Linked DNA regions of Mus musculus: region 1 is linked to region 2. The links are chromatin contacts, called in public HiChIP or PLAC-seq maps. All regions are on one chromosome and are shown on one strand. Each heading gives the region's core, a stretch centred on a gene start, on an enhancer-like site or on the middle of the called end of the contact. The rest is flanking DNA. Distances are from core to core; before and after follow the strand shown. Region 1 has its middle 48 kb from the start of Gm23176. Region 2 has its middle 23 kb from the start of Gm25528.

Evidence for each region. HiChIP or PLAC-seq counts read pairs in DNA pulled down with a chosen protein or histone mark.
Region 1: a contact with region 2 is called in an H3K4me3 HiChIP or PLAC-seq map of embryonic limb bud, with 4 times the contacts expected there. The contact joins two enhancer-like sites. A contact is called at or near these places in 3 of 484 Hi-C or Micro-C datasets (adipose-derived mesenchymal stem cells and embryonic fibroblasts) and 1 of 115 datasets of contacts at active chromatin or transcription factors (embryonic limb bud).

What each region holds. Positions count from the first base shown.
Region 1 is chr9:88,066,328-88,071,856 of GRCm38.p6, forward strand. No RefSeq gene overlaps it. Among named protein-coding and RNA genes, the nearest start is that of Gm23176, 48 kb to the left of the region's middle. Within about 2 kb of position 2,219, at least 15 of the 459 cell types and tissues checked have an H3K27ac peak or open chromatin away from gene starts, as enhancers often do. A contact at or near this core is called in embryonic limb bud, where this site is marked.
Region 2 is chr9:87,862,534-87,867,721 of GRCm38.p6, forward strand. No RefSeq gene overlaps it. Among named protein-coding and RNA genes, the nearest start is that of Gm25528, 23 kb to the right of the region's middle. Within about 2 kb of position 2,903, at least 4 of the 459 cell types and tissues checked have an H3K27ac peak or open chromatin away from gene starts, as enhancers often do. A contact at or near this core is called in embryonic limb bud, where this site is marked.

The DNA.
Region 1 (5,529 bases), core at 969-3,468, 200 kb after region 2:
TCTAATCTTTATGGGATGAGTGGGTGAAAGAAAGAACAAATGAATGACCACCTTCCAACTGTAGTACCAACCCATGACCTAACCTTATATTTTCAAGATGAATGTAATGGTACCAGTGACCTTCTCAGGAAGTAAAGGAACTTTTATTGCTAGCCTGATGACTTGAATTTAATAACAGAACCAGAACCTATAGGGGAAAGAAAGAGTCAGCCACTATGAGCTGTCCTCTGACCTTTCACATGTGGGTGCACACACAGGAACACACACACACAGGAGTACACACACACACACACACACACACACACACACACTAACAATAAATAGTTTTTAAAAGATTAATGCAACCAAAAAAAATTCCACTTGGAAGTGATTTTATAAAGAAAAAATGATGCCAGGCAGTGATGGTATATACCTTTAATGCCAGCACTCAGGAGGTGGAGGCAAGCAGAGCTCTGTGAGTTCAGGGCCAAACTTGTCTATAGAGCAAGTTCCAGAACAGTCAGGGAGAAACTGTGTCAGAAAGAAAGAAAGAAAGAAAGAAAGAAAGAAAGAAAGAAAGAAAGAAAGAAAGAAAGAAAGAAAGAAAGAAAAGAAAGAAAAAAGAAAGAAAGAGAGAAGAGAAAAGAAAATGTCCTTAAGCAAATATTGCCTAAACAAATGTTACTATATTTTAAAATAGTATTGATTAAGAAAAACAATAAGCTATATTTACTTTGAGAATAGTGATTTATCTCTCAAGCACCAATTTTTACAAAATAAACTGGGCAATCTTCAACTATAGACAGTAGCCTTTCATTTTCTTATAACATTAAACTGAGCTTGCTATGCCAATAAGGGTGTTTATTTTTGTATCTTCAATTTTAGAGAGGAACAGTGACTCAGCACTTGAATGGCAAGAGGAAAGGGAAAAAAAGTAAATGATGTCAAATATCGAATTACTTCGACTGCCCCCTGCTCGTGTTATTAGAAGAGGTTTTAAAAGCTGAGATCTTCTTTCAAAATCTCAGCGGTGACTTTATAAATACGTGGTCATGCACGTGACTACAAAACTCCAGTTGTGATCCTCAAGAGAAGTATAGCTGTGACTGAGATCTTATAATTTTTCAGATCCTGCCCGCAGTGCAGGAAATGCTGCTTAAACGCTGTGCTTGACTTCCTTACAGCGCTTCAGGGCCTGTTTAAGACTTAGGACTCTTCGTCTTTCAAACCAATTTTAAGTGACTGAACAGTAGTGACAGGATATGGTACTGAAACTGGAGGTTTTAATAAGAACATAATTCCATAATAATGAGATATCTGTGCTTTCAACATTATTACTGTTCCCTTTATTTATATTTTTAGTTAAATCTTACTTTAAATACTGGCAATACTGCAACCAATGAAGTTCATTCAAGGAGTAATTATTGCTATTGAAAAACAGTGAAATTGTGATGCTCATGTTCCATTTTCAAAAGGATGTATACATATATTATTAATTTAGATTTTGGGAGTTGTTTGGTTTTTTTTTTGGGGGGGTTGTTTGTTTGTTTTTTGTTTTTTGGGTTTTTTGTTTTTTGTTTTTTGGGGGTTTGTTTGTTTTTGGTTGGTTGGTTTTTGTTTTGAGAGGGGTTGGGCTTTTTCTGAGATACAGTTTGCAACTCACTCTGCAAACCAGAATGGCTTCAAATTTGTGGCCCTTCCCCTATACTGCCTCCCAATGATGGAATTACAATCAGTGGACACAATCATGACTGGCTAGATTTAGACTTCTTTTTAAGTCTGGCTGTTTTTAGACTTAAAAGAATGATAATGGACATGATTTTTAATAATTTTTGGCTGCTTGTAAGGAGATAAGGTCATTATATCCAATCTTGCTGGGCTTAAAGAAAAGCAGTTGTTAAATGAAATACAATAAGAATATTTAGAAACTTTAAGAACTAAGAATGGAAAGTAAGTTCCGTGAAAGGATGGATTAATCTGGGCTATCCAAGGTCAAACTGTAGCTAGAAGTAGTTGGACAGCCTAGGCCAGGGTTGTGTGTTTGAATGCTACATATACTGACCTTAGCATAGGGCTATGGTAAAGGAGAGGCCAGGAAGACATTTCAAAACTCCTGTCAAGAGTCATACTTGCCGCCTTGGGCGAAAACCAGCAACAGTTTGCAGGAGGAACAGAGCACCGCACATACTCTAATGGGGGGCAAGGGGGACACTTGTAACCATAACCACGGGCTTTCACAGATCTTTTCATTTCGGCTCCGGCTGGAGCTGAGGTGAGAGCTGCAGCCCGTAATGTCAAGGCAGGGAACGGTTGCCCTCAAATCAAACCCAAGGAGATTTTTCTATTGTGTAAGAAGAGGGGGAGAATTCATCAAGGTAAGAGGCAACTTGGTTTAATTATGGGTCTTTTAATGTCTTTTCATAATCAGTTAATAAATACCTAGACAATAAAATCGAATTTAAGCTTTTAATAGGCCACGTTGGCTTGAACCTAAACAACTGGAATTATCGGCTCCAAGCATTGTGCGACGAAGGGCTCCCTGTTCTGTGCCAGGAGAAACAAGGCTAGCCAAGGGTGTTTTTTCTCCGTGCCTCCCCATAATAAACGCTTGTAATATCCCCCCCCTTTCTGGCGAGTAGGACGCAGATCTTATTTATCACAGTGTGAGACACACCTGGCACATGGATCAGGAAACAGCTGTTTTACTTCATTTCTGTCATCACCTTCCAACAGATTTCTTTCACATTCCAATTTGGACCGGAGGACTCGACTTTTTCTCCATAAGTTCTCCATTAACAGATTCACAGCAGAAGGCGCCATTGGTCCGTTTCCTCTCACAGCAATTAATTACCCAGAGCGGCGTGTTTTGACTGAGAAGGCAGCAGGCTGCAAGTCACCAGCCTTTACACGCCTCTGTGAGCGACGTCTTCATCCTCAGCACCAGGCATTTTGCGCCTTCCGAAGTAGTGAGCCACTGTGCAAGACAGCTAGTTCCTCCTCGCCAGGCCAAGTCCATCCTAGGGCCAAGGATGCTGTCCCAGTGCTAAGCTCCACTCGCCTAGACTTCCTCCCAGGTTCGGCCAGATGAAAGGCACCTTTGCTTTCCGAATTAGTGAAGAGCCATCAGACTTGGTCTGAGGTCTGTGAGCTATGGCCCAATAAACCTTGAAAAGCTTGAATTACACTATAACCCACAAAAATTTTCAAATTAAAAAGGCATATTTAGAGGCCCCCCGCGGATAGTGATTTTATTTAGTTTAATTCCCTCTTGTGGCCAATTCTGTAGACACCCCTGAACACGGGCCTACACTCCCAGGGGAAGAAAAAGGAGGTTAGCTTCGGATCTGGGGGAGCAGAGGCAGTACATCATTCCTCAAACAGAGAGAAAGTATTTCCCCGGCTGTTCTGTGAGGAGCCGTCTTTCGAAATCAATGAAAATGTATGTAAGACAGAGTTTAAGTTCATTCCGCTTCAGTGTCCTAAAGTCATTTTTCAGAGTTTTTCCCCCAGCTTCTGCCTAATTCACCCTTAACGAATTGTCAAGTCGGAGAATTAAAGTTATAAATTTCTGCCCTGAGAACCCAGACTACACGTTCAGCTAGCTCCCTTCAATCATCTTCCCGTCTGAAGGACTTCTTTGGCTGCGCAGGCGCGGTTTGCGTTTGGTTTTTAATGAAGTGACTTGTACACCTCGTGAGCACTTTCTTATCTCCTCTTTACACAGAGCTCTGCTTGACCCAACAGACCCCTGCTCCCAAACTTGTTTCAAACTTCTCTCCATGCTCATGACTGCTCTCTCCATCAGAATTGCAAAACTTGCCCCGTTCTCATCTGGTGGCAAGCTCCGTGTGCACCATATGAGAAAGGAGTTAATAAAATGCACATTGGAAATATAAAACAAGGTCAGGGGCGACGGTTTGGCTGAAGGTCTTTCTTTAAATGTGGAAAACAAAAGAACAAGATTGTTTTAGCAGTTGCAGCTGTCAGGAATAGGCAGCCGAAGTCCCAGCTACCTGTTCACGGGACCCTCGGAACCACGGGTCGTCTCTCTAACCCAAGCCTCTCTCTGAAGGATTGGCGTCCCACTTTGGAAAGGCTAGGTGGAGACAGAAGGAAGTCCCCATTCTGCCCCTAAAAGGGCCACAGAGATTGAAGGAACAAAGCAGTGAATGAAATCAAAATCAAGCCGTGGGTGCTCGAGCCTGCACAAAACTCCAGGCCCCGGAACTGACTGGAAGTCCCCAGTAATGAATGGCGTTACTGTGTGTGCTGTGAAACCCACCCGGATCGGATGCTTGTAGGTAGTAGGTTTTTAAAAGTAAGTGCTTAAAACAAAAATTCTGCGGTTGGGTCCATCAGATGCCAACCGAACTGGAAGAAAGAAAACATTGTCAGCAAGCAACTGCTTGCCACATAAGACCTCGAGCATACCACTAGGCAGACTTGCTTTCCTATTGTACTGACTGGTTACTTTGGCAATACTTAAGAGTGGAAAGCGCACAGTGAAACTCCATCAGGAGAACGTTATCATTTTCAAATGAAGATGAAAGAGAAAGCACTTAATAACTATGTCAGAGTTGATGATAATAGCCCACAAGCCCATTAATATGTGAGCATAAATTGGTTTATCAGAGTAGCCATGGCCCAACAAAATAGAAGACTTCATAGCCTTGATAAAGGACAAGACCGGGTCATCCAAACAGGAAAAGAGGGGCTTGCAGAGACAGACTGTGAGTGGGGGCAGGAGAGCCATTAGGACCATCAAAGCATCCACAGGCACCACTCCAACCAGACACCACCTCACCCCTCTCTAGTTTGAGTAACTTTCCCCCTTGAACCTTGGCTTCCTTGTTTGTAGAAGAAAAAAATGATAATTTCAGTGAAAAATATCAGAGTACAGAGCATTTGGCTAACACCCACAAGGGAGCAAAAGGGAAATCTGAGATAGCCACACACGCTTGCACAGCTCCTGCCTGCTTCACCTTGGGTGAACCACCTCTCAGCATTGTGCACTGGAGATGAAGTTGTCTCAGGAAAAGGTCATCTTTTAGTGGGAGTTGCCTATACTAGTTAAGAAAAAAATCCAGGCCCATAGGAACTGAAACTCCACTCATGTAAGATAGATGAAATGTAGGAAGAACCTCCACCCTGCCTTTTCCCTATCTTGCATTTTGACCTTCCCAGGTCAGAACATATCCCAAGCATTCCCCACCACAGTTACTGCTCAGGTGTGAGCTCTGCAGCAGCAGCACACAGGAAACTGCTGTAAGTGCAGAGTTTAGGGCTGGAGGTGTGGCTCTGCTGGAGGGCAATTAGCCAACACTTGCAAAGCCCTAGGTTCAGTTACCAGCACTAGAAGAAGGGAGGGAGGAAGTAGCATTAAGTAAGATTCTGGAATAATTCAGAGACCATTCTTATAGACTTTTAAAATCTTGGGTCAATTAGACAAGAACTTCTGAGATCAGAATCCAGAATTGTTTGTGGGTTTTTTTTTTTAATTTGCTTGTTTGTTTGTTTTAACAGAGTCTAATGTAGTCTAAGCTACCTTTG
Region 2 (5,188 bases), core at 1,653-4,152:
TAAAAATAAATCTACCATACAGCCCAGTGCCGTGGCACTTGTCCAAAGCACTTGCCATCCTTCTCCACAGATACTTGCTCTGCTGTGCCCACTGCTCTTTATTCACAGTAGCTAGGATGTGATAACAGCTAGCTGTCCTTCAACTGGAGAATGGGCAAGGAAAATGTGGTACATAAGCACCACGGACTGCTACTCAGCTCTAAAGAAAGGACTGGAAATCACCAACTTTACAAGTAAATGGGTAGAACTAGAAAAGTTCATATTGACTGAGATAATCTCGACCACCAAAGACAAACATCACGTGTTCTCTCTCACTCGATCCTCCTGGCTCTAAATCTTCAGATGTGAGTATATGGAGTAACTGCAGAAACCAGTAAAGTAAAAAGCAATCATTGCTAGGGTAAGGGGTTGGAGAAGCAATAGAGAGGGGCAAAGCAAGGCACAAGTGATTGGACCAGAGAAACAGCAAAAAGGAGGCTCTAATTAGGGAGACAAGGAGATACAGAAAAAGGAAGGAAGAGGGTAAAACAATATAAGGATGTCTGAAAAAGTCATAGGGAATTAGCTACTTACCTACAAAAACCCCAGTAATAATATAAGTCTGTATAGAGTTTCAATAAAATTTTCTCATATAGGCTGACAATGCTCCCTTCAGGATCCAAAGACCATCAAAAACAAAACAAAACAAAACAAACAAACAAACAAAAAATTAAACCAAACCAAAACCCAACACCAAACATGAAAACCTTTTTTTGGGGTTGTTAGGTTTGTCCTAGAAACTGCCTCCAATGGTACAGGCTTCTGTCACTGACCTTGGTTGCCTCTCAGAGGTGCAAAGTTAAGTCCCTACTGCTTAAGAAACCACAGACTTCAAACACAGGGTCCAAGGGCACTGAGCTTGCATTGACCTGAATGCTTCTCCACTGAAAACTAGCTTTCAGCTTTCATGGTATCAGGAAACACCATGTAAACCTCCAAAGGAGGGAAGCAACCAACAGTCCTACCCAGCTCCAATGCCTATAAACCATAACAATTTCCAGCACAGCACAATAACCTTAAGGATGCAGTAGTGGCATACGTATCTTGGCAGTAACCAACAGCTCTCTAATTGGACCAGCTCAACAAGAAAGAAGCTACACCTAGCCTATGCCCCAGAGGTAGTGAAGTCACAGATCTTTGAGAAGAATCTACAACCCATCATTTAATCAAATCAGCATAATCCCTAACTACTTCCAAATATCTGTTCCTATACCCATGGATAAGCAGTTCTCATCCCTCATCAAGGAGGCTTCTTTGACAATAGAGACCATTACAGAAAACTATAACCAATCAAAATATAAAGTTGTGAAGCCCAGTCCCAATTAATCTACAAAACACTTCTGCAGATATTGTAAGGTCCAGAGAAATGGCATTTTCTGTGAGGCTGTGTCTCCTAGTAATGTCAGAGGCAACACCCATAAAGTCTCACCAATATGACTGCCTTAATATGAGGCAACCAGGACAATAGACATGTTAAAGCAGGTGAAAAAAAAAGCCATATGGGTTTAATTGTACATAGACACACACACACACACACACACACACACACACACACCATACAACAATTCTGAGAGTAAGAGAAGTTGTCTACCCCAGGGAAGAACACACTGATTTGTTATCCAATCCCAAATGGTCAGCCCTGAAAACATACATACAAGTGACATTATACAGACTGAGCAAGTTATATTTAGGAATATATATGTATATACATATAGGTGTGTAACAACAATTACTGAAAAAAGTCATGAATTTGAAAGAGCAAGGGATGGTTTGGAGGGAGAAGTGGGTGTAATTATATTATAATGACAAAAAAAAACCCTATGCAACATCCAGGTCAATATCATATAGAGGAAGAAGAAGAAAAACTCTTTCTTTTAAATGATAAGATGAATTTTCCAACTCAGATAACTGCCATTAAATTATTTGATGTCAACTCATATCATGTGTTTAGTTATGTGTCAGCCATCTTTGTTCTCCTGGAATTCTCTTGGCCTTAGATAAAAACTGGACCATCTTTTTAAATACCCTTATTTTCTGTGGGCAAAATGCTGAGATGTTCTTGTTACCAGGTAAACAATATGCACTGACTTTTTTTCTCTGAATTTAAGGAATAAATAGATATACTGTTCACTCCTAAATGACAGGTGAATTATAAAACTCACTCTTTCCTTCAGATATACAAGCTTAAAGACAGCTTTTAAAGAATGATTTTATTTGGGTCATGCCCTCACATTTAGCCTTATCAGAGCCTAAAGGGATACAAGTAAAAAGTAAGGAATAAAATCCACTTTACCATCTAAAAATATAATTTACTCATTATTTCTCAATGACTTTGCTACTCTACAATCTTTTAAAAATAGAAAATTCCCTCCGTTTCTAATAAGATTACCATTTAAGGGTGTATGTGAGAGTGATAAAGGTCTCTAAGTGTGACTAAGGTTCCAATCTTGTGACATGTGGAATAACCTATGTAATTATACTCCCTTTACACTTACAGAAAAGCCCAAGTGACTGTAATACATGCTAACTTAATCTCAGCCACAGAAAATGTGTTTCTGATTTTCAAATTCGGCAATTCTTCAATAAAAGTTGTTGCACTTCGTCTGATCTATTCTCAAAATACGGAAGTGCTTGAAGTCCGACCACCTGCAATAACAGATTACTGCTCTCTAAAACACTGCTGTACACCTACGATGCGGAGGCGCAAAGCTCTGCTTAAAAAGATCTTTGTTGCCTTTTCTAAAAGAAAGAAGTGGTCCCAAAGTAAAGCCGGTTTTCAGCAGCCTCCCTGCTCCCAAATGCAACTGGCATCAAAGTCTAATGAAAACCTGTTTGCGGACACTGGATCCAGTCCAAGGTACACCATTGGCATATTCCAGACCCCCTGGGATGTGACTCATATAAAAAAACACAGGGCTGTCATCGGATGGCTGGTGGCTCAAATAAATCAAATTTACTTTGAAAACTGAGGCATACCAAAATTTTATTAGGTGAAACTTTAGCATTTCTTATAGCCAACTTGCACATATATATTTTTATTACTTACAGCAGTTAAAAGGTATGCTACCAATCATATGCAAAACAAGAAAAAAGGTAGAATACCTTTTTCTAAAAAAACAAAACAAAACAAAACAAAACTGGGCAGTAGTAGAAACCACCATTAAAAAAAGGTCTCTGAGTAACTAGTAATACGTGACATCATGAAGCACAGCCCTTAGCTCACATCCGTCACAAACTCAATGGAGCAGATATCTTCAGCACCTCTCCATCAGCAGATTCCATGACTGAAAGAGTGGCTTTCTACCCAGTGGTTATCGTTTGCTAAGACCAGCAGCCATCCCACACTTCATAGGATGATGACAATGTTTGTAAGGTGCACTTATGAGGAACAGACATGAGAATACTCAAGTTCTTGATCTATAAAGGGTTGATATTTAGGCTTCAAAGGTATTTTGCTGTCTGCGCCTCCAGCCACTTTCAAATTCTAGTTGTTAAGGTTTTAGGAATATCCATTCCTTTCTTCCACTAACTATGTGAAAATGCTTTATGTTGAATATTCATTTACCTAGAAAATGTTAGTTACTTACTAAGAGCACAAGCAGAAACAGTCCGTTATTCAACTAATTATTTTCTGAGCTAATTAATACTCATCTTTCATCCATTCATCTTTCTATAATTTTTCAATATATAAAAATTGTACACATTTACAGGAAACATGTTGTTTCAATGCATGTATACATTGTGTAAATAACACTCACTGTTGGGGTCCTACCTATCATATTGTGAAGGCAGTAGCTGTAACTGTCCTTAAGCAGCAACTAAGTTGAGAGTTTTATGTGAAAAGTGTGAAAAACTACATCTTCATTTAAGTACACACACATACACACACACACACACACACACAGAGAGAGAGAGAGAGAGAGAGAGAGAGAGAGAGAGAATCTTCAAAATATTGAGAGTTTACAATATTAATTAAAGAATATTTTCAAATTATAAAATTATGCTAGGTCATACATAATTATACAGATATTAAGATATACTCTTAAGCCGGGTGTGGTGGCACATGCCTTTAATCCCAGCACTTGGGAGGCAGAGGCAGGCGGATTTCTGAGTTTGAGGCCAGCCTGGTCCACAAAGTGAGTTCCAGGACAGCCAGGGCTATACAGAGAAACCCTGTCTTGAATAACATATATATATATACTCTTAAAAACTGTCATATATTTTAAAAGAATTTTTGGTATTTTCTTTTATTCTCTTAAAAATTTTGGAGAGTTTTATATCAAATATGTAAACATGAAAAAAATTCTGAAAAATTTTCTCACCCTCATTTCTCGTATTTTAGATCCATTTTTACACAGATTCTTTATTTTAATTATTCTTTGAAGAGTCAACAGCCCCCTTTCTCCACAGCTCAGGGAGGGTAGCAGTGGTTGGCATCACAGGAAAAAGCTCTTCTGGATAACACTAGTTCCGTTTTTTTTTTCTGACTGAGCATAAGCAATCTCCAAGTAAAGGGTTAAGTCAGTCATTTTGATGGAGTGTATCCATAACTTGAGGAAGTCACTCACTTTGAACACTTTGACTTCCCCATGGTCGGAGCAGAGAGCATTTCATGTGAAATGGCTCCGTGATTTTCACACATAGAAGGAGCCTCAATAAAATCTGTGAGAAAGGAAAAGCAGAGGGTTTTGGCCCTGGAACACAGGGGAAGAGAGACATCTGCAATCAATGAACAAGGAATCATTCAAGGCTTATTACCTGCTGTGCGAGGTGCTGCAACTATGGAGAATAGAGGAGACATGTAAAAATGTTTTCCTGTCCTTAAATTGCTTCCAATTCAGCTGAGGACAAAGAAACAAATACAGAACCATCTCAGCAGCTATCCAAGATAGCAAGGCCATCATGCCCGGAAGACAGTCACACACACGCTGATTTCGTGGACATGGCTCTGTATGAAATTCTAAAAGGGCGATGATGTCACAGGACAGGAGTGGCTCAGAGCAAAATGCCGAAATTGGTTTCACCTGTGTCAGAATGTATCCGTGCCCGTTTTTCTCTCCATCTGAATAGATCTTTCCTCTGAATACAGGACTGGCCTTAACCTCAGAGTTTAAAGTTCTTGTTAGAATAAAAGTAATAGAGAAAATCA